Regions from separate parts of the Mus musculus genome. Here region 1 is linked to region 2. The links are chromatin contacts, called in public Hi-C maps. All regions are on one chromosome and are shown on one strand. Each heading gives the region's core, a stretch centred on a gene start, on an enhancer-like site or on the middle of the called end of the contact. The rest is flanking DNA. Distances are from core to core; before and after follow the strand shown.

Region 1 (2,896 bases), core at 285-2,784, 290 kb before region 2:
ATATAAGATAATCAGCCATGTTTTGTTTTGTTTTGTTTTGTTTTGTTTTAAGACACTTAGTGGCAAACTTCCTTTATCCTTTCCCTTAAATGACTGTGGAAAGACCAGTTGCTTGTTTTTAAACATCTGGACAATACCAAACAAAAAAACAGGCAGGGCAATTTGCATACTACAGGAATACACACACACACACACACACACACACACACAGCCAACTAACACCACTCCTTTATAACCGTCTGTCCTACCCCCCACCTAGTTCCTAATTACTTCGTGGCATATCTTTGTTCCTTTGTGTAGAGTGCACTCGAACAAGGTAGAACTGTGTCCGTTTTTGAGAAAGCCAAAGACCAGTAAGTGCAAAGTTTCATTTCCTGATGAAGCTTTCTGACCATGGTCTTCTTTCAAAACAGCGCACGAATGGCCACTCAGATGGAATTGCCTTGCTTATAAAAAATATAAAATGTTAAGTGAAAAGAAGCAGGCAACAGTGCACACTGTGTATGAGTAAAAGGCCGCCTGTCTGTGGGGAAGGCAGCAAGTGTGCAGCCATCCCAGATCTGAGGTGCCTGGGGGACAGGAGGAGACTTCTGTCCTGTTTTCTAAATTTTTCGTTTTTATAGTAATTTTAAACTTTTTTTTTTTTAAATTCACTTGATGAAACAACTTGCCAGTGGTTGAACACACACTACTACTCAGAACAAAAGCCTTGCTCTGGGCTTCCAGGGTTAATCAAATGCATTAAAACTCTAGGTCTTCAGTGAAGTGTCTGGGACTCCTTGGCTCTCTTCTGCGGAATGATCGACTCCTGATGCCCAGAGTTACTGCTGTTAATGACAAAGAATCCCTGGGCTGGGAGATGGCTCAGTCAGTAGGTCAGTAAAGTACTTGCAAGCATGCAGATCCCAACACCTCTGATGCTAGGTGCTGTGGCTCCCTGGCTGTCCAGCCTAGCTGAACTGGGGAGCTCCGGGTTCTATGAGACCCTCCTAAAAGTGGTAACAGGAATGAGATCAGGGAATGAGATCAGAAGCTGACTATTGGACTTACACACACACACACACACACACACACACACGCCTCTTTATTCACTTCTTTCAGATAATAATAATAATCTTTAAGGACATAATATATATTATAATATAATGCTCGCTAGGAAGAAAATGGTTGAGAGAACAGTCACACCGTGTCCCATCCTCTGTGGAAACCAACCAAACCCATTCTGACCCAGCCGGAGTATACCAAGCCAGTGGCCTGTGTGAATGAGCCTTCAGATGTATCAAAGCCCTGGCTCCCAGTCTTCTACCTGAGGCCCCATGCAAACCTTTTCCTGTTTGCCTTTCTCACTCAGAGAATGGTTGTTTGGTAGCATGAAGTTTTGGGGTAGCCTGTCACCAGGCCCTAGTACAGAGGGAAGTGAACGGTGGCAGGTTAGTACAGGAGTTTTGCCAAATGTGAGCACCTTGAGGGACATCACACCCAGCAGAGGAGACCCACTTGGAATATTGCTTAGGATAACCCTTGTCTTGGTCTTAAAACCTGTGAATATACAGATACGTGCCACAAGAGGGCAGGTGTACATGCTGAATGGCTCCAGAAACTTAACCTCTTTCTCACCAAAAAAAAAAAAAAAAAAAAAAAAAAAAAAAAAAAAAAAAAAAAAAAATTCGCCAGTGGTTTTGTGTCCCTATCTGTCACTGCCCACAGACAGGCTTTGGTTTTGGAGAAACAAAAGCCCAGTGCAGAAAACCCAAGCCCGGAGGAAAGCCTCCACGAGAGCATTCCCCAGCACTAAATTTAACTCTGCCGTATTTGTGTGTGTTGTAAAATATATTTCTGCAATGAAAATACCTACAATTTCATTACCACGAAAGACGGAGCTGCTATTTTTAAATGTCGGTGGGATAAACGTTTCCCAACTCTGTTGCCGCGTGAATGCAGATGTACCCTTCCCTCAATCTCATTTACAGAGTAATGGGATCAAATAATGCTTTGTTATTTCGTAATGAACAAAGCAATATGTGAGTCTGAAAAAAGAAGCAATTACACTTATTTTTCTTTTACCCCAGACCCTCTCTCCCAATTGCATTCTGATATTAAAATGAACTTAATTTGTTGGGTAATTCCAAGTCCTTGCTTCCAGTTCTCTGAAGATGAGGGTTCAGGCTTCTCAGAACTTAGGTTTTCTAGCTACAAATCGTTTTCTCAAAATGTTTCTTAGAGACCTCAGCCAGTCTCGCCCTGGAGGGGAGAAGGCGGGATGGGGATGGGGCCGGGGAAGGGGTAGGGCCAGGGGTGGGGGGGTCTGTAGGACTGCGCACTTCCTGCATACCATGCATCTGCACCGACTCTGGGGCTGGTCAGGGTTAGCTCTGGAGCAGGGTTAGCACAGCTACTACACGGACAGCAATGGAGCTCAAAGTCTGGCTCCCTTGCAGTTTGCTCTGGACCAGTTTGGAGCTACAGAGCCACGCCCTACTTTAGTGACTAGGATTTTCGGTGTGATGGCTGATGTCAGCTTGCTGGGATCTAGAAACACCTGGGAGATAAATCTCTGTGGGCATGTCAGTGAGGGAGTTTCTAGATTTAGGGTAATTGAGGTAGAATGATCCACCCTAACTGTGGACAGTACCATCCCTTGGACTGGGGTCCCAGACTGAATGAAAAGGAGTGAGCGAGCTGAGAGCCAGCATTCGCCTCTCTGTGCTTCCTGACTTCGAGGGAAGTGTGGCCAGCTGCCTCAAGCTCCTCCCACCGTGCCTTCCCCACCATGAGATTTGTGAGCCAAAATAAATTCTCTCTCCCAAAGTTGCCTTTGTCACGAATTTTGTCGCAGTTCTGCAAACATTAATAGGCTAGGCATGTGTCACATGACTCTCCTATTTTCTCTGAAACA
Region 2 (2,754 bases), core at 149-2,648:
GACTGTGATTGGAGAAATGCCAGCCAATCAGAGTTCAGCTGGCACACACATGCTTATGAGAAGGCCACATACTGCAAGTCAGTGTTCATTTCCAGCCACCCACCAGTTCTACCCAGCATCTCCCTCAAGTGCAAGCAAATAGACGGCACTACTCAAATGCATCTCTCATAGGAGAACAGGGTCAGGTGTTTCTGGATTCCATTTCAGCAGTCACTGAGGAAACTGGTAGGATAACGCTGGTGCCATCTTGGAAAAAGACATTTAGCTAATGAAGGCCTTGTTGGAATGTAAGCAAAAATGCCTCCTGGAAGCCACCATGGCCGTGTAGGATCGTGAAATAAAGAACATAAGGAAAAAGCATGGACACTACAATTATAGCCCATACAGTCCTTGTCAGCCTGGGGGGGCTTGGGTTTACATACGCATGTGTGCACACACATATGCTGCGTGCTAGTGCAAGGATGTCTGCACATGTGTGTGAAAACTGGAAGGTTACTTTGGATGCCAGTCACTTCAGGCTCTATCTGCTTTGGTTTTGGTTTGATTTGGGCTTTGTTTTGTCTTGGTTTGGTTTAGCAAGCTGGCTAAACTGGCTGGCTCGAGGGTCACACAGACCCACCGGTGTCTGCCCCTCCAGCAGCACTAGGATGGTATGTAGTGCATTCTTCCAGCCCCAGCTTTCTTCCATGGATTCTGTGCATCAATAAGGCCCCCATGCTTACAAAGCAAGCACAGGCCCTGGCCTTGGTGCCTTTTTATCTAGAAAACCAGGAGGATTTAAGGGGGAGTTCATTTCAGTTTCATACTGCACAGCAAACAAAACATGGCTTCGTCCACGTTCTAGTTCCTAGACAGTTTGGTGCCATAATACTGTTCAAATTTGACTCGCTCGCAGTACAAGGTCCATTTCAATGGTTCTGAGGAAGTGCATAGGAGTGATGGCATTATAGGGAGGTCAGTACTCAGGCTGGAGTGGAAGGTGTGAGGCAGGTCCATCTTTTTCTGGTCCATCTTTTTCTCTCCAACATCACCATAGGATTGTTTCCCACTGTGGTTCCTGAGGAAGCCCCCTTCACTGGCCAAGGAGGGGCTTTGAAAGTATGTATAAGGTGATGTGCCCACCTACCCAAGGAACTGCGCATCCGAGCTCAGAGTTGATTTTGAAGCAAGACTCAACAGGAACCAAGAACAATCGTCTGGGAAGCATCTCTCCTGCCAAAGCAGTTCTGTGGCAGCCCCCTGGCACTTCTGGTACCTGTGTGCAGATGGACACTTTGACCTTGGCCAGAGATGCCCAGGACCTCTTTTTGTCCACGCTGGGTCTGGCCTTAGCTAGAGTGCCTCAGAATATCGGGAGGGGGCAGCCATCTGCTGTGGGAGGGCTTGGCTGTGGGTCCTCTCAGGAGACAGGTGGTCAGCAGCAGGGAGACCCACCAGGTTGAAATAATCTGAGGCCAGGCAGGCTGGTGACTGAAGCTCGCAGCAAGGCTACGGCAGGTGCAGAGGGTGGAGAAGCTGGCAGCTCGGAACTGGGTCACTCTCGGTGTGGTCCTGAGTGAAGTTTCTCAACCACAGGTTTGACAGTGCCAGGAAATCCAGAACACCAAGAGTTAGAGAGAAAACCAAGGGCTTTGGGGATATGAAGGGATCCTATGAAAAGGACTCATGCACCTCGATCACTGGCCTCAAGGACTCGGGTTCTAAGCAATGGGTGCCTACTCCCAGAGGCTTCTTCTGAAAAGTAGCTGTAGTTTTGTATAAATTGGAGTGACTCCTGGGGTTAAGGACACTATGAACAGGGATCAGGGCTATATTTCCATCTCTGGTACTTGGGATGTCCTATGTCACCAAGAACTGGGTGTGTTACAGAGGACTCTAGGATACCACCTTGGACATGGAAAACACGGTCAATTGTCGGACTGGTTTTCTCTCAACCTCAGTGAAGCCACAGATCTCTGCAGGTCACAGATGCTCACTTATAAAGTGAAGGAGAGAAACCAGCAGACAGCTGTCTCTTGGATCCCCGGGGTAGGAGCCTGAGGTGGCTCTACAGCTGACATATGCAAGTGACCACACAGAGGACGTACCTGCTTCCCATCACCCTGGCCATGAGGGACCAGTTATCTCATCTCCTAGATTCTGACCCAATTTTACTGCAAACCCCCCCCCCATATTCTCCAGCAGAGAAATTCGATCATAGACAAAGCCTTGAGGTTTGCATTGCCTTTTCTACAACCCTATAGGTGGAACAACATTATGAATTAACCAGTACCCCCAGAGCTCTTGTCTCTAGCTGCATGTGTAGCAGAAGATGGCCTAGTCAGCCGTCACTGGGAAGAGAGGCCCCTTGGTATTGCAAACTTTATATGCCCCAGTACAGGGGAAACACCAGGGCCAAGAAGCGGGAGTGGGTGGGTAGGGAAGCAGGGCGGAGGGAGGGTATAGGGAACTTTCGGGATAGCATTTGAAATGTATATAAAGAAAATATCTAATAAGAAAGAAAGGAAGAAAGGAAGAAAGGAAGAAAGGAAAAAAGAAAGAAAGAAAGAAAGAAAGAAAGAAAGAAAGAAAGAAAGAAAGAAAGAAAGAAAGAAAGAAAGAAAGAAAGAAAGAGGAATTTACCTCCACACTCTGCGTGGAAAAGGGGAATGCATTCACCAAATTGACGGTGTGAACAGAAAGGGAAGCTAATGTTTAACCTAGGACTGAAGGCCGTACCATCTGAAAATGTCCAGCCATCTTTTCTACAGACAA

Evidence for each region. A called contact is a pair of places that touch in the nucleus more often than the background predicts.
Region 1: a Hi-C map of cerebellar granule neurons shows a contact between it and region 2, with 1.7 times the contacts expected there. The contact joins two enhancer-like sites. A contact is called at or near these places in 3 of 484 Hi-C or Micro-C datasets (cerebellar granule neurons, embryonic stem cells and nephron progenitors), 1 of 115 datasets of contacts at active chromatin or transcription factors (embryonic stem cells) and 1 of 9 other capture datasets (embryonic stem cells).

Annotation. Positions count from the first base shown.
Region 1 is chr7:133,570,784-133,573,679 of GRCm38.p6, reverse strand. No RefSeq gene overlaps it. Among named protein-coding and RNA genes, the nearest start is that of Tex36, 30 kb to the left of the region's middle. Within about 2 kb of position 1,534, at least 3 of the 459 cell types and tissues checked have an H3K27ac peak or open chromatin away from gene starts, as enhancers often do. A contact at or near this core is called in cerebellar granule neurons, where this site is marked.
Region 2 is chr7:133,285,660-133,288,413 of GRCm38.p6, reverse strand. No RefSeq gene overlaps it. Among named protein-coding and RNA genes, the nearest start is that of Gm35567, 71 kb to the right of the region's middle. Within about 2 kb of position 1,398, at least 3 of the 459 cell types and tissues checked have an H3K27ac peak or open chromatin away from gene starts, as enhancers often do. A contact at or near this core is called in cerebellar granule neurons, where this site is marked.